Regions from separate parts of the Mus musculus genome. Here all the other regions are linked to region 1. The links are chromatin contacts, called in public HiChIP or PLAC-seq maps. All regions are on one chromosome and are shown on one strand. Each heading gives the region's core, a stretch centred on a gene start, on an enhancer-like site or on the middle of the called end of the contact. The rest is flanking DNA. Distances are from core to core; before and after follow the strand shown. Region 1 holds the start of Mrps23 (mitochondrial ribosomal protein S23). Region 2 has its middle 10 kb from the start of Gm38610. Region 3 has its middle 8.1 kb from the start of Srsf1. Region 4 overlaps Msi2 (musashi RNA-binding protein 2).

Region 1 (3,335 bases), core at 288-2,787:
TTCATTTAACCCCAAGCCATGGGCATTAATGTAGGTAGGTAAATACAGATGGTCCTAGCTCGTTAATTTTACCAGGTGCATAGGCTTTCATAGAATGCACAAACCCTAACTTTCCAGCCACTAGTTTATTTTGAGATAGGGTCTTTCTCTACACAGCCTTGGCTTCTGAAACTCACCATGTAGGTCAGGCTGGCCTTAACTTACAGATATTCAATATCTGCCTGCCTCTGCATCTCAAGTGCTGGGATCAAAGGCGTGTGCTAACATCCTCTACTACTTTTCATTCGATGAAATATTTGTTGTTGCTCTTCTGTTTTTTGTTTTTTTATTTTTCTTAGACAGCATCTCACTGTGTAGCCCTGGCTGTCCTGCAACTTGATCTGTACATCACCAGACTGGCCTCAAACTCAGAGATCGTCCGCCTCTGTCTCCTGAGTTCTGGGATTAAAGGTATGACCCACCACCTCCTGATCATATGATGAATTTTAATTAATTTCATGTGTATCAGTATTTTGCACGAACGTAAGCCTGTACACCACATACATGCCTGGTACCTGCAGTGTTCAGAAGAGAACATCAAATCTCCAGGGACTAGAGTGACAGGTGGTTATGTCACCCTGTGTGTGCTAGAACTCGAATCTGGGTCCTCTGGAAGAGCAGTCAGTGCTCTTAACTGATGAACTCTTTCTCCAGCCCGATGTTTTGTTTTTGTTGTTGTTGTTGTTTTTTTTTAAATCTTGTCACTACGATCAACCATGATGTTCTTCGCACAAATACCCTGATGAAATTTCTAAGGGGTGCTTCTCCAACGGATATTCCTCCAAACCCATACTTTGAACAGTTGAACAATGACAGACTACGTTCCCCCAGATTTTTATTTTCTTCCTCCGAATGCATTCATTCTGGGCTTTTACTTCTTAAAACTCCAGCGCTAGCGGGCGGGCGAGGGACGCCTCCAGCGGAGGAACTACTACTTACAGGCAGCTTTCCACTGAGCCTGAAAACAGACTGCTCTGCTGAGCCCCGCTTAAGGCGCAAAAGGCCGAGGAAGGAGGCCTGGAGGCTCGTGTCACTTGGAAAAGTTACTTCGCCCCTATTTGGGTCTCAGTTTCTGAGTAGTGTGAGTGGCTAAGATTAGGCTTAGTCGAGCCTGGTGTCCTCAAATGTCATATTGGCTAGCTGTTCCTGACTGTAGGATGTGCTGCATCCCGGCGAGCTCCACACTATTCCCTCCACCCTGCCAGAGAGGAGGAAGCTTTGCAAAGTTAGAGAGAAGAAAGCAGGCGCCACACTCCACCTTTCCCCAGGACCGGTCGTTTGCTACTCTTGCGCAGCTTTGGCGCGCTCCCGCTCTTTTGGCTCGGGAATCGATTATTCGTATCTGACCACCCCACCCCACCCCCACCCACCCGGACGCAGGACCTGAGGGCTCCTGCTCAGCCCATCGTTTGCTTCTGCCTGGTTCCGCCGTCCGGATGACGTCGAGGCGGGACTGTCATCCTCGGCTCGGCCAGCCGCTTGTTCCCCCTTGGCTTGCTTGCTGCCGCTTCCGCTTCCGGTAACAGCCCGAGGCTTTCTAGCCCAAGTGGCCATGGCGGGGAGCCGGCTGGAGACGGTGGGGAGCGTGTTCTCCCGGTGCGTGCTCCGAGTTGGGCGAGGGCAGAGTTCCTAGCGGGTCACGACCCTCCTGGCATATCCTTAGGGGATGCGGTTGCGGGTGTCCGAGCCAGGTGATGCCCTTGGCACGGAATCGGTGTGGTTTGTCTCTGTCCCCTTGGATTTCTGTCCTGTCAGATTGTGCTCGCCACCCCATTTCGGTGGAGACCTTCTACAGTAAAGAAGCTGAAGGGCCTGACTGGACAGGTCTTGCTTTTTCACTATGGAACGGTGGGTGGGACCCGTGCAAGAAGATGGAAGCTGTGTGTCGTGGCTCGCGCGCGTAGTCTCGGCACTTAGGAGGCGAGGCAGGAGGATTGCCACAAGACCGGGGCCAACCTGGCTTCGTAGCAAGGCTACTGGTGGACTTCTGTCAAAACAAAAAGCCTGCGTGGACACGCTGTAATCCTAGCTCTAGGGAAGTGCAGGGAGGCACTAAATTCAAGGTCATCCTTGGCCACACTCTTTAGTTTAAGTCTAGCCTAGGCTACATGAGAGCTAACCAACTGGACTTAACACTGTGGCCATGCTAGGTTGCTGTGTGTATTGGCCGTGCCTCCTTTAGGCGGGAGGCCCATTTCAGCTCACCCCTACCAGGCTGCTCTTTCCTTCGTTTAAGTTGATTCAGAGACTTTACAACCCTGTGGTAACCGACTGACCTTGGTTCTGTTCCCTTTCTAAGGACGAGGGATCTGATGCGGGCCGGGGTGTTGAAAGAGAAGCCACTGTGGTATGACATATATAAGGCCTTTCCACCCCTGAGAGAGCCTGTCTTCCGAAGGCCCCGCTTGCGATACGGCAAAGCCAAAGCTGACATCCAGGACATCTTTTACCAGGAGGATCAGATTCGAGCGTAAGTGTCTATCCCCTATAGTGAGCAGGGTGCCGCAGACCTTCAGAGAGGAAGGCTCATGTAGAAGTCTGCCAACCAGACCACCAGAAGAGGATATCAGATCGCATTACAGATGGTTGTGAGCCACCATGTGATTGCTGGGAATTGAACTCAGGATCTCTGGAAGAGCAGTCAGTGCTCTTAACCACTGAGCCATCTCTCCAGCCCAGAAACAGAAGTTCTAAGAAGTGGAATCTGGAGACTAAACTGACAAAGTTGCAGATAAAGTGTTTGTTAACTGGCCTCTGTTCTGTATGAGGTACTTGATCAGCCCTTGACAAACATCAGCTCATAGACTTTATTACTCTAACCCTGTCCGCGAAGGCAGGTATCATTGCCTCTGTGTTATTCAAGAGAACTATCAGGTTCAAGGAGGTTAACCACCATGGCCACCCCAGAGGGCGGTGGATCTGAGAATCACGTCTGGCTCCACACTTAAGCTGCTGCTATCACAGTAGCTTCTTTGGAAGCGGAAATAGGTGGAATATGGTCTGAGGATTTAATGTCTAACAGTTATTGAAGCCGCCCTGGAAAGGATGCTCAGAAGTTGAAAGCACTTACAGTAACCATGACTAGAAATCTGAAGGAAAGTGCTTTCTTTCTTTCTTTCTTTTTAAAAGATTTACTTATTATTATATATAAGTACACTGTAGCTGTCTCAGACACACAAGAAAGGAGCGTCAGGTCTCATTACAGATAGTTGTGAGCCACCATGTGGTTTCTGGGATTTGAACTCAGGACCTTCAGAAGAGCAATCAGTGCTCTTAACCGCTGAGCCATCTCTCCA
Region 2 (3,165 bases), core at 189-2,688, 190 kb before region 1:
TCTGGGTCCTGGTGAGACTCTGGCTTAGAGGAACAAGCGGTGTATGGAAGCGGATGAGGAGAGAAGAGAGGAGGGCAGAGGCATGGAGAATTAAACCTGAGGCTTACTCTAACTTTAGGGCTATACAAAGGGAGAAAGTGGGTCTGGACAAGTAGTCAAGGAGGAGCTAGTGAGTCAGGAGGATGACTCTAGAGTCCTGGGAGCAACTGGAGAAAGTGGAAAAGATGAAAAGAGAGGCCCAGAGTAATAAAGGACAGAATCCTACTGATGGGTCAGAAAAGAAAGGAAAATTCGCCATCAAATCTATCAACGGGGAAGTCATTGGTGACCTTGGAAAACACGGTTTTGATGTCATGTTGTGACAAAAGCCTGGAGTGTAATAGAAACAGTATAAATATGCCTTTTCCTTTATAAAAGATTTATTAGCAGGGCAGCGGTGGCACAGGCCTTTAATCCCAGCACTTGGGAGGCAGAGGCAGGTGGATCTCTGTGAGTTCAAGGCTAGCCTGGTCTACAGAGTGAGTTGCAGGACAGCCAGGGCTACACAAACGCTATCTCAAAAACAACAGCAAAGACTTATTATTACCATTTAAAAGTACTTTTCTTTGATGTGTATGAGTGTTTTGCCTGTATGTATCTCTGCACACTACACCACGCCTAGTGCCCACAGGACCTAAAAAGGAGCAGCAGCTCCCAGAGGAGTGGGGCTAGAGATGATTATGAGCACCATTTGGGTGCTGGGGATTGAACTCGGGACTTCTGGAAGAGCAACCAATGATCTTAACAATTGAACCATCTCCCTAGCACTATTCTGATCATTTAAAATTGTATTTGTGTGTGTGTGTGTATGTGTGTGTATTTGTGTTTGTGTGTGTGTGCTTTCGCATGTGCTAGTGCTCCTGGATCCCAGTGGCATGAGGGGGATCCTGGAACTGGAGTCGGGAACCACTGGATGTGTGTGCTGAGAAACAAACGCATGTCATCTGCACCTGCTCTACATAGGGAGACATCTCTCCAGCACCAGCACCCTACAGTATAGATCTGTTGACCTTGTTTGTTTGAAACAGTATCTCTCCCTGCAGCTCTAATTGGCCTGGAACTCACAGAGATCCACCTGCCTCTGTCTCCCAAGTGCTAAGATTAAAGGTGAGCATCCCCAAGCCCGGTTGACTGCAGATATTTTTAAACTGCGGTTACGCCCGGGTAGCAGACAAATGGTGACTGGAATGAGGGGGAAATGGAAGATTTTTTTTTTTTTTTGGAGATGAGTTTTTATATCCCATTAGTATGCTGATGAGAACAATCCCCTTGAGAGAGAACATTTGATGATGCAGATGAGAGGATAATTGCCGGAGAGATGACTTTAATAAGCAAGAGGGGGAAAGAATCCTGAGCGAGGGGAGGGGCTAGCCAAGACAGACGTGTGGACAGTCCATTCACAGCACACTAAGGGCCGGCACGATGTGTGGGCCTGCCCAGGGGAAGTAGGTATTTTTGGTGTCGGATAAGGATTATTTTCTGATTTCTTTCTTCTAAGTGGGAAGAAAATGATGTCATAAGCTGGGAGTGAGATGTGGGCTGAGCTATGTGGAGGCCCGAGAAGAGAGGATGTGTCGTGCACGCAATCATGAGGATTATGAAAGTTGGTCCAGCAATGGCGGCGCACCCCTTCCATCCCAGCACTTGGAGGACAGAGGCAGGTGAATCTTTGTAAGTTCAAGACCAGCCTGGTCTACACAGTGAGCTCCAGGACAGCCAGGGTTAAGTAGAGACCCGGCAGAATTGCTGAGTAGGAGGTGGTCCGACAGGTGGGAGTGACCAAAGAGACGCACTTCCTCTCCCAGAGGACTTGTCCACAGGCTGCCTAGTGTGTACTTGTAAGTGGCTCCTCTCAGAACTACAGTCCAAGAGGGAGCACTGGGGAGACCATATTCTGTTTTGGCCTAGACTCAGAACTCAAAATTCATTTCCTGGCTACACTTTGTATTTAGGAGAAGGTCACTGAGTCCACTCCACCTCCCAGGGAGTAGATTCCACCTTCTGAAGGGAGGACTGTCTATAGGATTGAGTGATTGCCCCACCCCCAGATTTGCATGTTGAAGCCCTAACTCAAGGTGTGGCTGTAGTTGGAGAGAAGCTTCTAAAGAAGTGATCATATAACCTCATGGAACTCAGGCTGACCTCATCCTGCGTCACTGGGATAAGCCTGAACCTCGTGGCCTCTGGTCTTCGGCTTCCTAGTGTGAGGGATTGAGAGCTGGGCCATCAGGTCTGATTTATATGCCGTGCGGGAGTTCAAACCTAGGGCTTCACGCATGCCAGGCAAGCACTCTACCCACTGAGCCACTACTCCAGCCCCTCAAGGACTGCTAAATGGTAAAGATACATTCTGAGAAATGGGTCATTAGGCAATTTTATTTTATAAACTTACCTTGCGCAAAGTAAAGATGACTATAGCCGTCACCTGAGGATATAACCTTAGAGAACTTCCACCTTAATGATGGCCCATCATTGATAGAAATGTCATTTAATCTCATGACTATAATTAAAGTTGGATGAGATCCTGAAGGCAAGGCTCTGCTCTGATAGGAGTCATGTCCTCTGTGTGTGTGTGTGTGTGTGTGTGTGTGTGTGATATGCACATTTGTGTATGTGGCTCTGTGTACCCCTGTGCATACATGGGAAAGTCAGAGGATGACTCTAATGTCTTTCTTTTTCTTTTTTCCCCCTTCCCTTCTCCCTCTTGCTTTGCCCCACCCACCCACCCACCCCCTTTTATTTTTTAAAGAATTGTTTGTTTTATGTATGAGTATACTGTTGCTCTCTTCAGACACACCGGAAGAGGGCATCAGACCCCATTACAGATGGTTGTGAGCCCTCATGTGGTTGCTGGGAATTGAACTCAGGACCTCTGGAAGAGCAGTCAATGCTCTTAACCACTGAGCCATCTCTCCAGCCCGTCCCCTAAAGTCTTTCTCTGTTACTCTTTATTTTTATTTGGCTGGTTGGTTTGGGTCTTTTTATTTTTATTATTATTTTTTTATTTCGAGAAGATTTCTCACTGAAATCCTCACTTTTGGCTGTTAGCTGATAGATCCAGAGCTCTATCTGAATTATGTTAGCTTTCAAACAGGAACAACAAGTGGCTAACTTGCCTATTTAACA
Region 3 (3,254 bases), core at 535-3,034, 160 kb before region 1:
CCTTCCCTCCAGCCCTAGCCCAGCAAGAGCCCAGATCACCTGGCCTTCCTCCTCTGAGGCTGCTCTTACATACAACCCTTCTACAGCCATGTTGCAGTATTTACAAACTCCTAAACACTTCATCATGAAGCCTCGGCCACATAGGACTAAATGGCCAGCAGAGGACTAAAACAGACGCCTGGAGACAACTGGCTCAGACCTGAGATCTTCAAGAGGAGGCATTTTTTGTCCATCATGAAATTAAAGAAAGCATGCTCTAGCTACTCTGAGTACATGCATACACATGTGCATTCACACACGCATAAATAAATACCAATTTAATAAAACCAATTTAAAAAGTAAAAATTTTGAGGTCCCATTCTGAGATTCTCCCATCAACCAGGCTTTTTTTCTCTTTTTTTCTTTTTTTGTTTTTGTTTTTTGAGACAGGGTTTCTCTGTGTAGCCCTGGGTGTCCTAGAACTCACTCTGTAGACCAGGCTGGCCTCGAACTCAGAAATCCACCTGCCCCTGCCTCCCGAGTGCTGGGATTAAAGGCGTGCACCACCACACCCGGCTCAACCATGCTTCTTAAGCAAACCTTTGGCTTAGGTTGTTTTTGAGACAGGGTTTTTCTGTGTAGCCCTGGCTATATTTGAACTTATTCTATAGACTAGTCTGGCCTAAAACTCAGTGATCTGCCTGCCTCTGCCTCTGGGATTAAAGGCATGTGCCACCACCGCTTCCAGGTCTGAGTCATCTCAACTTTGTAAGCATTGGTTCTTCATAGAGATGAACATGTAGAGAAAATTTGGTTTTTTTTTTTTGTTTGTTTGTTTTGTTTTGTTTTGTTTTTGGCAAGGTTTCTTCATGTAGCCCTGGCTGTCCTGGAGCTTGCTCTGTGGATCAGCCTGGTCTTGAACTCAAGGATCCACTTGACTTTGCCTGAGACTAAAGGTATGCATTACCATGCCCAGCTAACTTGATCCTATTTTAAAACAAAACAAAAGGCATCTCTTGGAGCTGGGTGTTTGTTTTTGTGGTAACAACCTGGCTTGAATACTTGCTTCAAATGGCTTAAAGATTTTACAGATTCTTTTGTCTGAGCTTTAACTGGCCACAGGCGGCTCTGGGTTCACCTGGGGCCACAAGAACAGTATCCTCAAGAAGATGATGGCCAGAGGACTAAGTGCAATATTTTTAAAACCCAAACCAGACTGAAATTTCATCAGTGGATAAGGTTGGATGGGGACTTTTACATTCCAAGAACATCACAAGTGATGTTAAGACTGTCTGTTTAAGGGCTGGTGAGATGGCTCAACAGATAAGAGCACCCGACTGTTCTTCTGAAGGTCCTGAGTTCAATTCCCAGCAACCACATGGTGGCTCACAACCATCCCTAACAAGATCTGGCGCCCTCTTCTGGAGTGTCTGATGACAGCTACAGTGTACTTACATATAATAAATAAATAAATCTTAAAAAAAAAAAAAAAAAAGACTGCCTGTTTAAGCAGGGCCTGGTGGCACATAACAGGTGTGTGTACCTCCAGCATTTGGGAGGGTGGGGAACAGGATCAAGAGTTCAAGGTCATCTTCCAACTACAAAGCAAGTCTGAGTTAGCCTGGCCTTTTGGCATAGAACTGTCAGGAAGGGTATCAACTGTCAGGAAGGGTATCAATGCTCAGGAATGCAAACTTGTGAGCTGGACATAGTGGTGTACTCCCTTCATCCCAGCACTCCGGAGGCAGGACTGACATCAAATCAGGAGGGCAGGAGAGACTGCTCAGCAGTTAAGAGAACTGACTGTTGTTCTAGAGGACCTGAGTTTCATTCCTAGCACTCACAGGGTGACTCACAACCATCTGTAATTCCAGTTTCAGGCAATCTGATGCCCCCTTCTTGACTTATAAGACATCAGGCCCACACGTGGTAAACAGATGTACACAACAGCAAAAACCCATACACATAATTTTAAAAAACCTTTATTTAAAAAGAGTAAAGAGTTCAAGGACATTTTCAGCAAGACAACAAATTTGAGGCCAGCCTAGGTAGGTTATATGAGATCCTGTTTCACAGAAAATAAAACAAGGGAAATGGCTCAGTGGATAAAAGGCCTTACAAGCCTGATGACCTAAGATTCCCCAGAACACACATACAGACATTAGTAAAATAAAAACTACTTGATATTGAATGTGCATATGACGTTCAGGGGTGGTAGCGATACACATGCACAGCATACATGGGGGATCAGAGGATAACCTTCCCGATGGCTCTCTGCTTCCAGTATGGGTTCTAAGTCAGGCCCAGTCTTGAATGGCAGCTTTATTTACCCGCTGTTCTTCTGCCACTGTCCAGATTGGTTTTCGTTTTTGTTTTTTTGGCGAGACAGGGTTTTTCTGTGTAGCCCTGGCTGTCCTGGAACTCACTCTGTAGACCAGGCTGGCCTTGAACCGGATCTACCTGACTCTGCCTCACCAACTCTGCCAATGTCTTCTTTTGTGGAAGAGCCCCACTTAGGTTGTCTGGCATGGTTCCAAAGCAGCCAGTGTGCACCACCACTGCCTTTTTTTTTTTTTTAATTGTTAAAATTTAAGATGAAGCTGGGGGTGATGGCGCACGCCTTTAATCCCAACACTCGGGAGGCAGAGGCAGGCGGATTGATTTCTGAGTTCGAGGCCAGCCTGGTCTACAGAGTGAGCTCCAGGACAGCCAGGGCTATACAGAGAAACCTTGTCTCGAAAAACCAAGCCAAACAAACAAACAGACAAACAAAAATTTAAGATGAGAAAAAAAAGGAGAAAGAAAGGAAAGAAAGAAACAAAGAAAGTAAGAGGGAAAGGGGAGAGGAGAGATGGCTCAGAAGTGTTTGCTGATTTTCCAGAGGCCCCAAGTTCAGTTCCCAGCACTAATCTCAGGTGGCTCACAGCTGCCTTTAACTCCAGTTCCAGATCTGATATCCTCCTCGTCAAGCCTTCTTGGGACACCTACACATATTTAGACTCACACAGACACATACATATAGATAAATCCAATCAACATCCACTTTCAGCACCAATAGATAAAAATAGATAGCAAGGTATAGGCAAGTGTGATTGGTCATTATGGGGAAAGACCTTTGGGCAATCAAAGGGAAACTGGAAAGACTGAGGGATCTTGGGGGAACCTAAACTTGGTTTGCTCTTGGGTCTCTTTATAAACAAAGGAGAGCTCAAAGAATAACACCACACCAGCAGTAGGTACTAACTCAGGGAGAAATTAATTATAGAACTAATTAA
Region 4 (3,505 bases), core at 872-3,371, 230 kb after region 1:
CATTCACAGATCATTAGAAGCCTTCAGTTCGGTTTCACCAGCTCTTCAGTGGGGTGGGGGTGGCTGTCAGTGGGCAACCCCGAGTCTTTAGAGCAAGGGCAGAATTGTTCTCTGGTCCTGACCCTCTCGGCCCTTCTGTGGGTCCTGAGGATGCTGGGAAGAAAGCTGACACAGTGGCTCAGGCTTGTTTTCACTCAAGGAAATGTTTCTGAGACCTGGTTCCAAAGGCCCGTGAAGAAGGAAGGGGGTGGTCGGAAGAGAAAGTGCATTTCTTTAAGGAAGGGTGATGAGATGCTGTGGACTGGAAGAGCTGAGTCTCAGATCTGAGAATGTGCTAGAAATCTGGTAGTGCTGTGCACTGGCTGTGTGATTTGGGGCAAGCCATTAACCTCCCTAACCCTGCTTCCCCACCTGTGAAATAGGAATCAAGATGCCAACCTCACAGGGCTGGCGCACGGATTAAATGATAACGCGAGCTCCTGTTATCACACTGGAGAGAGGCCGCCGTTCCTTTATGAGGATTCGGTACCTGACACTGCTTAGAAGAAGTGGCTGCTAGCTGAGCCTGGAAAAATACCTCAGCTAGGAGATGTAGCTCAGCTGGTAGAGTGCTTGCTCAACATTACAAAGCCTATGGTTTGATTCCCCAGCGCCACATACAATTGGGTGTACACTGGGTACGGTGGCACAAGCCTTTAATCCCAGCATTCCAGAGGCAGAGGTGGGTGGATCTCTTGTAAGCTCAGGACCAGCCTGGTCTACACAGCACTCCATTCCACTCCAGCCTGAGCTATACACAGCGAGATACAAACACCAAAATAACTCCTATAGCTACCAATCGGTGCTGTCTCTGTTGGTATGGGCTGTACCCCTGGGGTGACAAACCTGTCACTAGACCCAAAGCCACTGCCTGCCCTGTCCTGGGAATCACAGGTGTCTAGGCATGAAAGGGACTAAATGTTATCTCAGTTCTAGCCATCCAAATTGCTTTAACCTGACCCAGTGATAGCACTTCAGACTCTTCCCTTTTCATAACGAAGCAGGCATCCTGACTGGGCAACAAACAAGGGAGCCATGGAAGCCAAGGCTAGAAGAGCCCTGGCAGGCTGAGGTGGGAAAAGGGCCAGGCATGGGATCCAGGCCCCATCTAGGGTTTGTGGAAGCTGGGGGCCAAGACAAACACTGAAATTGGGACTTGGGTCAGGGGTCTGGGTGAAGCCCTGAGTCAGAAACAGAAAAGCAGTCTGCCAGGAAAACACTAATAGATTAATGCTTTCTTCCCTGAGGACAGTAGAGTCAGGGACTTTGACAACTACCACGGGGACAGCAAAATGTAAAGGCAATAGCAAATACAGAGCTGTAAATACAGACTGGCTTCTGCCAGGCCCAAGGGAAAAGACAGAGAAGACAGTTGGCTGTGGGCCTTCTGTATGTGGGGTTTTTTGGTTATGTCTTATTTTTATTTCGGGTGTGTTTTGCCTGCATGTATGTCTGGATACCGGGTGTGTGAAGCACCCCGGAGGACAGTAGAGGGCGGTGTAACTCCTGGCACCAGAGGTACAGAGAAGGTCGTGAGCTGGGAATCAAACCTGGGTCCTCTGGAAGAGCAACCAGTGCTCTGACCATTGTGCTATCTCTCTACCTCTGTATGTTTGTTTTTATTTGGGGGCCTGTGATTGCCAAAAGCACCTCCCCCTACCCTTGGCCCCACGCTGGGGACTGAACACGCTAGGCACGTGCTCTACAGCTATGCTCCCAGCCGAAGAGCTAGCTAGCTCTTCCATTTGTAGGAAACTAAGGGGCAGAAGCCTGGGTTTTGTGTTCAGAGGTGGCTTTATAGTATGGATTTGAAATGGCTGCCAAAGGCTTTGATTTGAACGCTTGCTCCACAGCTTGTGTTCCTATTGTGATAGCCATGGGGTCTGTAGTGAGTAAAGGCCTGGCGGCTTCCTAGGGCTGGACCTCTAAAGGTTACCTGCCCCTAGCTCCAGCTACCTCTGTCATCTTAATTCTGCCCACTGTTATGGGAGCAAGTCTCTCCCACCACCCTATACTAAGTTAGACTCAGCACATCCTCCCTGGGACCACGAATCCCTTTGATTCTGAGTCAAAACAACCTTGCCCAGCTTACATCATTTTCGCTTACATCATTTCCTTCATGTGTTTGGTTACCGTGAGGGGAGAAGCTGCTATAGGAGCGTTAAAGATCTCAGACTCACAGACCAGCAACCTCTGTTTTCTTGTCCACAGGTGGAAGGTTCCTCTGAGCGCCCGTACAGTTACAGAAGGGTTACATGTGCTGGCACACTCGGGCTTGACTCAGTTCCCAGCCCTCTTCCTCCGCTGCCCCTGCCCCTTTCATCCCTCGCTGGAGATCTGTTGCCCTGACACACTCGCTGCCTTAAAGAAATTATTTCATCATTTGGCCCAGTGGGAGAAGAGTTCCAGAAAATGGCTACCTTCCCCAGGGAGTGACTTATAGTTCTCAAGATTGAGACACCTTCCTCTCCAACCAAACTGAGAAGATTAGAGAGGGGGAGATGGGTCTCAGGATGTCTTGATGGCTGGCATGGCACTGCCCTTGACTAGTAGGGAGAAGCTGCCAACGCCACCAGCAGGCTGCAGGGTATACCTAAGGGCCAGGTGTGACAGCAAGGCCTGACCTTCTACCAGGAGCCACCACCACCTCCCATCTTCCACAGGAATCGGTCGGTTCCACAGTCCTGAGAGCTGTCAGTCAGGGGACAACAGAGCTTTCCCTGACTTGAAAAATCACAGCATGCAGCTAAGCCACGGTGTGGCCATTCGGCCTGCCTGGCCTTAGAGGCCAGTAACTTCAATTTATTTGTGTCTGGGGCCTTAAGGAACCTCAGCTGTCATCCTTCCCTTAGTTTATTACCAAATTTCTAAAATATTACATTCTTTATTATATCCAAATTCACTTTATTGCACTTGACAATACAGATAATCACATACCATATGGTCTAATGTTTTCAAACCAATGCATGTTGACAGCAGTTTTTATTCATGATGCATAATTCCATCCCGAGCACACAATGAGGCATCTGAGTACCCAGCCTGGTGGTAAGACTTATGCCTAATAACAGATTAACAACATGCGCGGTTCCCAGACACCGGCCCCTCCCCTGCCATTCTCTACTTACAAAGGGAATGATGATATACCTGAGCTGAAGAGGCGGGCTTATGGGAGGAGGGGGAGAGAGAAAAGGGAGGGAAGGGAAAGAGGCAGCCATACCCACCCACCATTCCCAGAGGGTTTCTAATGAGTTGTTATTGTTCCATGCTTATGAAACTTGATATTAAAAAGAGGACTTGGTCTGGTGCCAACTAAACACAGCAGCCCACGCTGCTGGCCCCTGAAAACTCACAGCACGATATGCCCAAAGCTCTCATTAGGGGTCTATCTTGTTTTGACTCTTGTCTTGCTACAAGCAAATCTTCGTTACTCCTCTACCTTGGTGAGGCCCTCTCTCTCACCTCCCCT

What was found. HiChIP or PLAC-seq counts read pairs in DNA pulled down with a chosen protein or histone mark.
Region 2: an H3K27ac HiChIP or PLAC-seq map of embryonic stem cells shows a contact between it and region 1, with 9 read pairs. The contact joins the enhancer-like site here to the promoter of Mrps23 in region 1. A contact is called at or near these places in 9 of 39 promoter capture datasets (the 3T3-L1 cell line, the HPC-7 cell line, cranial neural crest and 5 more), 2 of 484 Hi-C or Micro-C datasets (bone marrow-derived macrophages and embryonic stem cells), 14 of 115 datasets of contacts at active chromatin or transcription factors (bone marrow-derived macrophages, craniofacial prominence, embryonic basal ganglia and 9 more) and 4 of 9 other capture datasets (adipose tissue, liver, macrophages and 1 more).
Region 3: a contact with region 1 is called in an H3K27ac HiChIP or PLAC-seq map of embryonic stem cells, with 9 read pairs. The contact joins the enhancer-like site here to the promoter of Mrps23 in region 1. A contact is called at or near these places in 27 of 39 promoter capture datasets (the 3T3-L1 cell line, 3T3-L1-derived adipocytes, the C10 cell line and 17 more), 2 of 15 datasets of contacts at CTCF or cohesin (CD8 T cells and the NIH/3T3 cell line), 50 of 484 Hi-C or Micro-C datasets (the Ba/F3 cell line, the C2C12 cell line, CD4 T cells and 38 more), 60 of 115 datasets of contacts at active chromatin or transcription factors (the 230-238 cell line, CD8 T cells, DN3 thymocytes and 43 more) and 5 of 9 other capture datasets (adipose tissue, embryonic stem cells, liver and 2 more).
Region 4: a contact with region 1 is called in an H3K27ac HiChIP or PLAC-seq map of T-cell acute lymphoblastic leukemia, with 6 times the contacts expected there. The contact joins the enhancer-like site here to the promoter of Mrps23 in region 1. A contact is called at or near these places in 1 of 39 promoter capture datasets (stem cell-derived epiblast-like cells), 1 of 484 Hi-C or Micro-C datasets (bone marrow-derived macrophages) and 3 of 115 datasets of contacts at active chromatin or transcription factors (T-cell acute lymphoblastic leukemia, embryonic basal ganglia and memory CD8 T cells).

The regions. Positions count from the first base shown.
Region 1 is chr11:88,202,851-88,206,185 of GRCm38.p6, forward strand. Mrps23 (mitochondrial ribosomal protein S23) reads left to right here and starts at 1,538. Exons shown (of 5, transcript NM_024174.6): 1 at 1,538-1,635; 2 at 2,339-2,509. The coding sequence starts at 1,592.
Region 2 is chr11:88,013,878-88,017,042 of GRCm38.p6, forward strand. No RefSeq gene overlaps it. Among named protein-coding and RNA genes, the nearest start is that of Gm38610, 10 kb to the left of the region's middle. Within about 2 kb of position 1,439, at least 19 of the 459 cell types and tissues checked have an H3K27ac peak or open chromatin away from gene starts, as enhancers often do. A contact at or near this core is called in embryonic stem cells, where this site is marked.
Region 3 is chr11:88,037,632-88,040,885 of GRCm38.p6, forward strand. No RefSeq gene overlaps it. Among named protein-coding and RNA genes, the nearest start is that of Srsf1, 8.1 kb to the right of the region's middle. Within about 2 kb of position 1,785, at least 6 of the 459 cell types and tissues checked have an H3K27ac peak or open chromatin away from gene starts, as enhancers often do. A contact at or near this core is called in embryonic stem cells, where this site is marked.
Region 4 is chr11:88,428,355-88,431,859 of GRCm38.p6, forward strand. The region is part of intron 7 of Msi2 (musashi RNA-binding protein 2); the gene reads right to left. Among named protein-coding and RNA genes, the nearest start is that of Mir378b, 77 kb to the left of the region's middle. Within about 2 kb of position 2,122, at least 40 of the 459 cell types and tissues checked have an H3K27ac peak or open chromatin away from gene starts, as enhancers often do. A contact at or near this core is called in T-cell acute lymphoblastic leukemia and memory CD8 T cells, where this site is marked.